3 separate regions of the Bombyx mori genome follow, and regions 2 and 3 are each linked to region 1. Evidence: chromatin contacts called from public Hi-C data. All regions are on one chromosome and are shown on one strand. Each heading gives the region's core, a stretch centred on a gene start, on an enhancer-like site or on the middle of the called end of the contact. The rest is flanking DNA. Distances are from core to core; before and after follow the strand shown. Region 1 holds the start of LOC101742855 (kelch-like protein 5). Region 2 holds the start of LOC101741506. Region 3 holds the start of LOC692809 (endothelial-monocyte activating polypeptide II).

What was found. A called contact is a pair of places that touch in the nucleus more often than the background predicts.
Region 2: a Hi-C map of middle silk gland shows a contact between it and region 1, with 2.1 times the contacts expected there. The contact joins the promoter of LOC101741506 here to the promoter of LOC101742855 in region 1. A contact is called at or near these places in 2 of 7 Hi-C or Micro-C datasets (middle silk gland and whole pupa).
Region 3: a Hi-C map of middle silk gland shows a contact between it and region 1, with 1.7 times the contacts expected there. The contact joins the promoter of LOC692809 here to the promoter of LOC101742855 in region 1. A contact is called at or near these places in 2 of 7 Hi-C or Micro-C datasets (middle silk gland and posterior silk gland).

The regions. Positions count from the first base shown.
Region 1 is chr23:7,652,244-7,655,146 of ASM3026992v2, forward strand. LOC101742855 (kelch-like protein 5) reads left to right here and starts at 1,581. Exons shown (of 10, transcript XM_038019222.2): 1 at 1,581-2,030; 2 at 2,479-2,513. The coding sequence starts at 1,798. LOC119630321 (a long non-coding RNA gene) reads right to left here and starts at 36. Exons shown (of 5, transcript XR_009976249.1): 1 at 1-36.
Region 2 is chr23:7,973,807-7,976,506 of ASM3026992v2, forward strand. LOC101741506 reads right to left here and starts at 1,350. Exons shown (of 4, transcript XM_004932571.4): 1 at 1,095-1,350; 2 at 2-256. The coding sequence starts at 1,119.
Region 3 is chr23:7,204,495-7,207,206 of ASM3026992v2, forward strand. It overlaps LOC692809 (endothelial-monocyte activating polypeptide II), which reads right to left and starts at 1,428. Exons shown (of 3, transcript NM_001046656.1): 1 at 1,295-1,428; 2 at 588-1,091; 3 at 183-507. The coding sequence starts at 1,402. The coding sequence ends at 220.

The DNA of each region.
Region 1 (2,903 bases), core at 331-2,830:
TTCTAGTACTTAGGTAGGTAGGTACCGTAAAACGGGGTGATTAGGGATTGAGAGCTCAATATTATATTATAAATTCGTTGCAAAATCTTCCCTTTTATGTAGTGTAATAGTAGAATATTGAAAGTTCACAAAGGAACTCTGAATATGCATGACAATAGCTGCTAGCATTTAAAAAATCGCATTTCAAATTAACTTCTTGTGGTGATAATTATCTTAGTGCTAGAAACTTTGTTCTCTTTTATTTATTTGACAATAATAGAAGACGACTGTGATTTATAAACGATATTTAGTGCTTGGGCCATCATATATATATTAAAGCTAAGTCTCAGTTGTTATTGGTTTTAATGTTTTTTTTTGATAACATAGAAATACATGTAAAAATCTGTTGTTTTGGAAATAATGGGACGTCTCAGGTACAAATAACAACGAAAAGGGGGTCAATTGGGATGAGAATGAGTTCAATGGGAACGACTTAAGTATAAATAAATACAGGTTTGTAGGGTTGCCTATGTAGTTATAACAATCTTTTTTAAATGTGTTGGTAAGAATCTAGTTTATTTATGATATTTTTATCTAGAACTTTTTTTAATTACTAATGTGTTATTTTATTGTTTGGAAAATATTTATATTATCAGTTACGTGTTGGTTTGAAAGAGCCTTATAAGAGATATGATCCCTTAATATTAAAAACATCAATGCCTATGAAATTAAGAATAAGTCTATAGTTGAAATAGCTAAGCAATTTAATATAAGTAAGTTGGTTTTGCACAGACATGTAACAACAACAATGAAATCTCAAGGTGGACAAAAATGTTTAAATGAAGAAGCAGAAAAATACATAATAAATGAATAAACCCATGCATGAATATATAATAAATGACTTACGCTTCATAATAAAGGGATATTTAGATCGAATTATATATAAAATATATATAATGCTCTCGTACGCAGTACATTAGAATATTGCTGCATTGTTTGGAAACCTTATTATGAGATATACAAGAAACGATTGGAAAGTGTCCAGAAACGGTTTCTATGGAACTTGTCTTACAGCTACAGTCTGGGTAGGAAGTTACCCAGCTATGGAGACATACTTCGTCACTTTAATCTTGACTCTATTTTTAACCGGAGGAAACTAATGGGTGGTATATTTCTATACAAATTAATCCATGGAATAACCGACACACCTAACCTCTTAAACCAGATAATAATATTATATATAAATGATCACTTTGTTGGTGCAACTAAATAAATAAATAAATTAATTAATAAAAACCAAGTGGTGGCAGTCCTAGCAAAATTATTAATTGACACTAATTTCAACCCCATTAACCCCAATTTCCGGGTAAATAGGGATATCACAACTTTTTGCTTAAACTGGAATGCTAATTGCATAGTTTTAAATTGAGTAACAAAGATACCCCCAAGATTCAATAATTTTGATCCTGATATAGCATTTTATACATCAACAACTACATACCTTAAAATTGTCCAAGTTGGGATTTGTCCCCCCGTTTTACCGGTACTTACAAACTGACTGTAAATTCAACACTGGCAATAACAGCATTGCCATAATGAAATAAACAGAAAGAAAGGTCAGTGACTGTTCTGTCAGGGAATAGCGCTTTGTTTTTAAATTTCGAGTAATATTCACTGCATTGTTCATTTTCTAATGCGCATTGATTGAAAAATATTCATTATTTTGTATTATCTTGTGCTTTTGTTGTGCTTTGTTCTGTTATAAATTGCTCTTATTCCGACTAGCGTTCTAAAATAAAATTAAAATTCTATTGTCTAATGATGTCTGGATCCGATTCTCATAAGTCAGAAACTACGAAAGACAATATATCCACAAATTCCATTGATGAAGGACTACCTCGAGAACTTAGTCAACTAAGTCTTTCCAGTTCATCTAGTCAAGATGAGTTCTTTTGTGATAAGGGACACGCTGAAGTAGCCTTAAAAAATATTTACGGATACTATCAATCACAGAAATTGTGCGACGTATTTTTAATCGCAGATGGATGCAGGTAAGCTTATATATTAGTTATAAATTCGGTTATTTTGGCTTTGATTCGAAGCTATTTTAAATAATGCAATTATGCTTTAAAAAACAAGGTTTAAAACATATAGTTTTAAATACATTTCATTCGCTTTTGACTACATAGGGTAAAGATACTGAGCTTCCAGAAAAAAAAAAATTGGCTTGTAAATTGAAATTATTGAAACTATATTAAACTTTATTTTAAAAGAGCTCTTGAAATTACAAAAATCATAAGACAGTATTTATTACAGTATATTTATCCTTGCATAGAAATTAACAAAGAATAAATATGAAACAAATCATACTATCCATATAAAAATATGATTTGTTTGAATAACTTAGTCATAACTTGAAAGTCACAATTTTGAATAACTTACTGCCAAGTTAATCAAAGATGAGAGAATAAAATTTTCAATATTTTTGTTTTATTTTAGGATACCAGCACACAAAGTATTATTGGCATCATGCAGTGAGTACTTTGCAGCCATGTTTACGGGTTCACTGCGTGAGGCTCAGCTAACGGAAATAACACTTGAGCGCATTGACTCACAGGCACTACAGGCTCTTGTTCACTATTGCTACACAGGCACAATAGGTTAATTTATTAGCCATTAATATACTAGATACAAATAAAAGATCAAATTTTTCCTTTCTTAGTGATGCAGATAAATACCCACAACATATCTTATTATATTTCTGTAGATGGTCTGTTTAGTTTATGGTCTACCTAGTTAAGTGATTATTGAGGGCCAAAGACAAAACAATTTAAATGCCACCACCTACCTTGAGACAGAATAGAAAAGTCTCAATATAGATCATAATGCCTATGTTGTCCTTCAAACTGAAACACCAGATTACT
Region 2 (2,700 bases), core at 100-2,599, 320 kb after region 1:
CTTTTATCAAACTCAATTTTTTGGTTAAAAATGCTATCTTGATGTATATTTATCTGATCATCTTCACCTAAGTCGTCATCACCATCAAATGAAAAAAACTGAGTTAATGCCAAACTCTGTGTACAATGAAGTCCTCTAATACGGAACCAGCTGGGTTGTACTAAAGCTGCACAGGTTAGCAGAAAAGTAGTGATGTTGAAGAATGCTGCAATTTTATTTAACTCTTTGTCCTTAAAAGAAAAGGGCATTTTAAATTCTGAAAAGAAGAAAGTTATGACATTAGTAAAAAAGAAGTATAGTAGCATAGTAGAAAGTTCAGTGTTGTTCAAAGCTTTGCAAAACAAAAATGTGCACCAACAAAATTATTATAACAATGATAGTTAAATTATATTGGCAGTACCTAATGGATGAGGAAATATTATATTATATATATACATTTTTAAGAGTCTGGTGGATTCTTTATTGTTATAAAAATTACAGCTTTCAAACAATTGTTATAGTGTAAATATAATGTTTTAAAAGAATTGAGAATCTGAAACTTAGTGAATCAATATTAATATTTTTATTTACTATTCTCATGCATGAATTATTTAGTTTAAAAATTTTTAAGATCCATATATACATATTAATCTGATAAAACAAACCTTGCCTAAATATTAGTATCTACATCAAAGTCACTTTTACTTCCTCAACATGAACAATTTGCATACTTTAGTAAAGAAACTGCTAATTACTAGATTCATTTCAAACATTTGTTTTCGTCTAAAAATAGTGATTGCAGGAGGTCTTGGTACAAATCATACCCATTAACTTTTGTTCTAACAAACGTATATATATATATATATATACATAGGATTTAAACGCTTTATACAAAAGTTTTGAATACAGCAGGCAGTCATGGTTATAATTCACACTTACGGTGTTGTATTATCATCGGTTATATTACCTAAGTATTTTCAAAAGAATATTAAATACAATATAAATGACGTCTGTACTAATTTTCACTATTTAAACTACAGTATTAGAACATATAATAAGTCGGTAGTACTAAACAATATCGAACAATTAAGGAAAATCTGCAAAAAACGTCATACCTCGAATCCACGAAAGGCAACCCATTATTTTGCGCTGTTCATTTGCACATTTGAACTAACACTAATAAGAAAATCTACAGAAGTATGTTTCAGATTCAGCGTTCGCTGAATCAGTTACCCTGCTCTTTGTACTGCAATTTAATAATTTATAGATTTCACAAATTAAAATCACTTTTTTATTTTGACATAAATAAAATATTATTGGAACATTTGGAACAGTTCGACTGACAGTTTCGTTCTGGGAGAGTGCAAAATGTCAAAGAAAAGTTGTCAAACGTCAAATGAATTGGCTATAGTCATGTGATATTAATTGGATACCTACTGCTTGTTTTGCTTAACTCTTTTTAGCTTTCGATTTCAACTGTGTTGTAAAAGAGATGGTCAAATCATAGTTTCTTAACTTTAGCTATTTTTAATTTTATACCAAATACTTGATTATGAATGAAATACCTCTACCTTAAGTAAGCATTACCTTTAACTTTCAGCCCGATTGGCTTTACGGCAATAAATAATGAAAAACAAAAATTTCCTCATCCATATTCAAAACGATGTATAATTATTTATTTCTGGAGTAACGCGATACTGGACAAATCTATATAATAATACGTGAAGCAAAAACTTTGCACTTATCCCTTTTTACGAAAATTGCGCAGACGGAGGAGTATGAAATTTTAAACACTTATAGAGAATATAGAGAAGAAGTGCACAATGCTAATATTTTTTGAAAACAATGCATAAAAGATACATTAAATCAATAAAGAAAACATTACACACACTACATACCATGTATTTGACGCACACACGCATGCATACTATTTATTGTTAAACTTTTGTTCTTGACGTCTGTTGTCAAATTGATAATAGCTTAAATATTGTTTGTCTTTGTTAATATTTTTTATAGTGTAGTCTTGGCGAAATTTGTAATTATAGAAGTATAAAATACAATTATAATAGTGTACAAACTTACAATTCCAATTAATTATAGTCGAATTTCGACTACTGCGGGACCTCTAGTATTAATTAATATCTAAAACTAATAAATAGCTAGAATTTTTCTAAGTAATTTAAGGCTAGAGCATACTCACAATAGTGGGTTTAACAATATTAAAGCTATTGTTTTATAGATTTAAGCTTACAGTTTCAACATTTTCATATACCAGGATTATTTAGAATGGGCTTTATGTGAAGTCGAAGTTGTTGACGAGAAAGTTTATGGAGAGACAGCTGACAATGAGCCTTTTAGTACCTGTACAGAAAGTTACATAATTTTTATTTATGGTTTTTTTTGTTTCTGTCGATCAAAATATGCACCCATAGTATCGATACATCTCTGCCAGCGCGGCGCCGTGGTAATGTTTCAATGCCCTACTTGAAGAAGTCAAGTGTACGGGAACTAAAAAACTCTTCAAAGGCATTTTAAAAAAAATGTTGCCAAAAAGTTGTCCCAACTTTGGAAAAGCTGTCTGTTGCTGTTAGGTGTGGTGAGTATGGTGGATAACGCAAAACTTACAATTCTAACTCTTGTAGCTTAGAGACCGTCTGTTGTGCCGTATGAGGTCGATCGTTATCGCAGCAAGGACAAGGGGTTAACCAAGGCTGGCCAGAG
Region 3 (2,712 bases), core at 178-2,677, 450 kb before region 1:
TTAATGGATTGAATAAAATTGTAAAATGCCTAACAAAATCCGAAATTAATCCTTTTAAGAAATGCAATAGGTATTACTTTGTAAACTATTCTAATTTTATTTATTGTAGGAAAAGATAGTGTAGGAATTAATGCTCTATAGATGTATACTTCCTGCAACTCCTGGTGATGTAAAGTTAATTTACTGCAATTATTATGAAATTTTATTGATTTATATATTTTATTTTACATTAACATTGATTAAAGTTGGTGCAATTATTGGACCTTTTCCTGGTACAATTATTGGATTACCCTTATAACAGGCTATCTTTTCATTATTTGTTTTTAAATCAGGTGCACAAGTCTCAAATATTTTCTTTTTGGGATTAAGCACAGCTTCAGGCTCTCTAGGATATCCTTCACATACAACCAAATCCCCTGGTATAGCATCAGGTGGAGGTATTAAAACTTCAACTTTTTCAGCAGATGATGCACACATTACCATGGCTTCAGATGTTACACCTCTCATCTAAAAATATATTAAAATTTGGAAATGAATTATACCATATTATAGGTAAGATTTTGTTTACTGAACTATAATATTAATACCTTAACTGGTTTCAAGTTGCAGAGTACCATAACTATTCTTTCTCGCATTTCATCTATTGGAACATGATTTACTAAACCAGACACAACAGTACGTGGATTTTCTTCACCACAGTCTATTTTTTCCACATACAAAGAATCAGCATCAGGGTGTTTACTAATCTCAACAATTTTTCCAATCCGAAAATCTAGTTTCCTTACATCTACTGCTATATCAGCCGATTCACTAGGTTTATCTTTGGGTTTTTTGTTAGAATCTTTGACTTTCTTCTCCTTTTTATCGATAATTGGTTTTTCATTACAAACGGAATCTTGAATAGTTGTAACAATCTTGGTTGTTTCCAGCAGGTCTGTTTTACCAGGTATCGCATACTGCCTCTTTCCGTGTGATATTTCCAAACCTATTAACTCTGCCTTCGCAGCGTTTACCTTCGCCGACAAAGTATTATTTTCTTGTATTAGCTGTTTGATCTTTTCTTCTATTTTAAACTTTTTCACCTCTTCCAGCTTTAGAAAAAAACGTGGAGCGATTACTAATCAAGTGTTTTAAGTGGATTAACATAAACGACATCAGAACAAATTGTTTATTACTCCCAAAGAATAAAATATAATGCTGTATTAGTGCTGGCTAAGGAGCTACATAAAAACCAGGTTTTTTTTAATATGCATTATTAGTATTCTTAAAAACCGTACTTTTTTTTCAAACGAACCTTTTTACGTAATTCGGCTAGCCTTTTTTCAGCTATATCTGCATTATTTATAAGTTTCGTAACTGACTGAGACATATTTCTACGCAATACAAATGACAATTTTAACATAAATGATAAACAAAACGTTAAGATATACAATTCTTATTTTAAGGTTAATTGATAGATAATACAGTACACCGAAGTTTTTTTTTATGGGATTTTATGACCTGGTAACTAAGACCTGTAGGTCAAGTTTTATTTTAATTTTAAAAATACGTAACTTTTTTATATGAAAATGATATTATGAGATGAAAAGAAGTTAAATATTATGAAAGATGGCATGAAGTGAAATGAAAACGAAATGAAATGAAATGAGATGAGATGATATGGGATGAGATGATAAGTATAATCTCAGTAAAATGGCGATCATTTACTGAGACTTTTACAGTGGACTTTTTGGAAGATCCCGAGAAGTAACGTTCAGTATCTTTGTTTCATTTTCCCACATTTGTGCACTTTCACAGATACTAAGTAGTTAATAAACCACCGTTATTACACATTTAAACCTGAAGAAACACTAATGAGACAAAATAAAACAAATCACACAACTTCACTCCTCGCGTTCCCGCCAAAAAGTCCGTACACCGAAGTTGACTTTGTTGTGCCCATATATACACTTAATATATTTGAGTGTGCCCACAGAACACTATAATCTCAATGAAATGGTGGTCATTTACTGAGATTTTTTTCAGTTGACTTTTTGGGGGATCCCAAGAAGTTACGTCCAGCGGCTTTGTTTCATTTTCCCACATTTGTGCACTTTCACAGATATTAAACAGATAATAAACCACCATTATTATATATTTAAATCTGAAGAAACACTAAATAGGCCAATTAAAACAAATCACACAACTTCACTCCTCGCGCTCCCTCCAAAAAGTCCGCTATTATATTGCAACTATAATTTACACTCTATAGAGTACATTTTACATCGCTGCAAGAATGCGTCCCTGACAGTCGGCTCACTGAATTTGGCTCCACCTTTTTTTATTTTCGGATTTTTTTTATTTATAATTATTTGTTCGTCGTTTCTTCGTTAATGTTCGAATGTAAAAATTGTTTGTTCGTCTTTTATTTATTTATAATTACTTAAACAATTGATCACCCTTAAGTTGGCACCTCTTACTAGATATCTTTATTTTTATCATTCAGATTAATTAATTTTGATCAATTATCGTTTGTTCGACGACTTTTGGTGATTGTTCGATCATAAAAACAATTAAATTCGCAATTATTAATTATGTTACATCTAATAAGCAAACCATCACCTCACGCCTACATTGCGCATATATATATTTACAAGTAAAGCTTATAAGCAACAAACAATATGCAGTTATGTTCCTACACCATTCTTTTAAAGTTGAAGCACTTCTCACTGC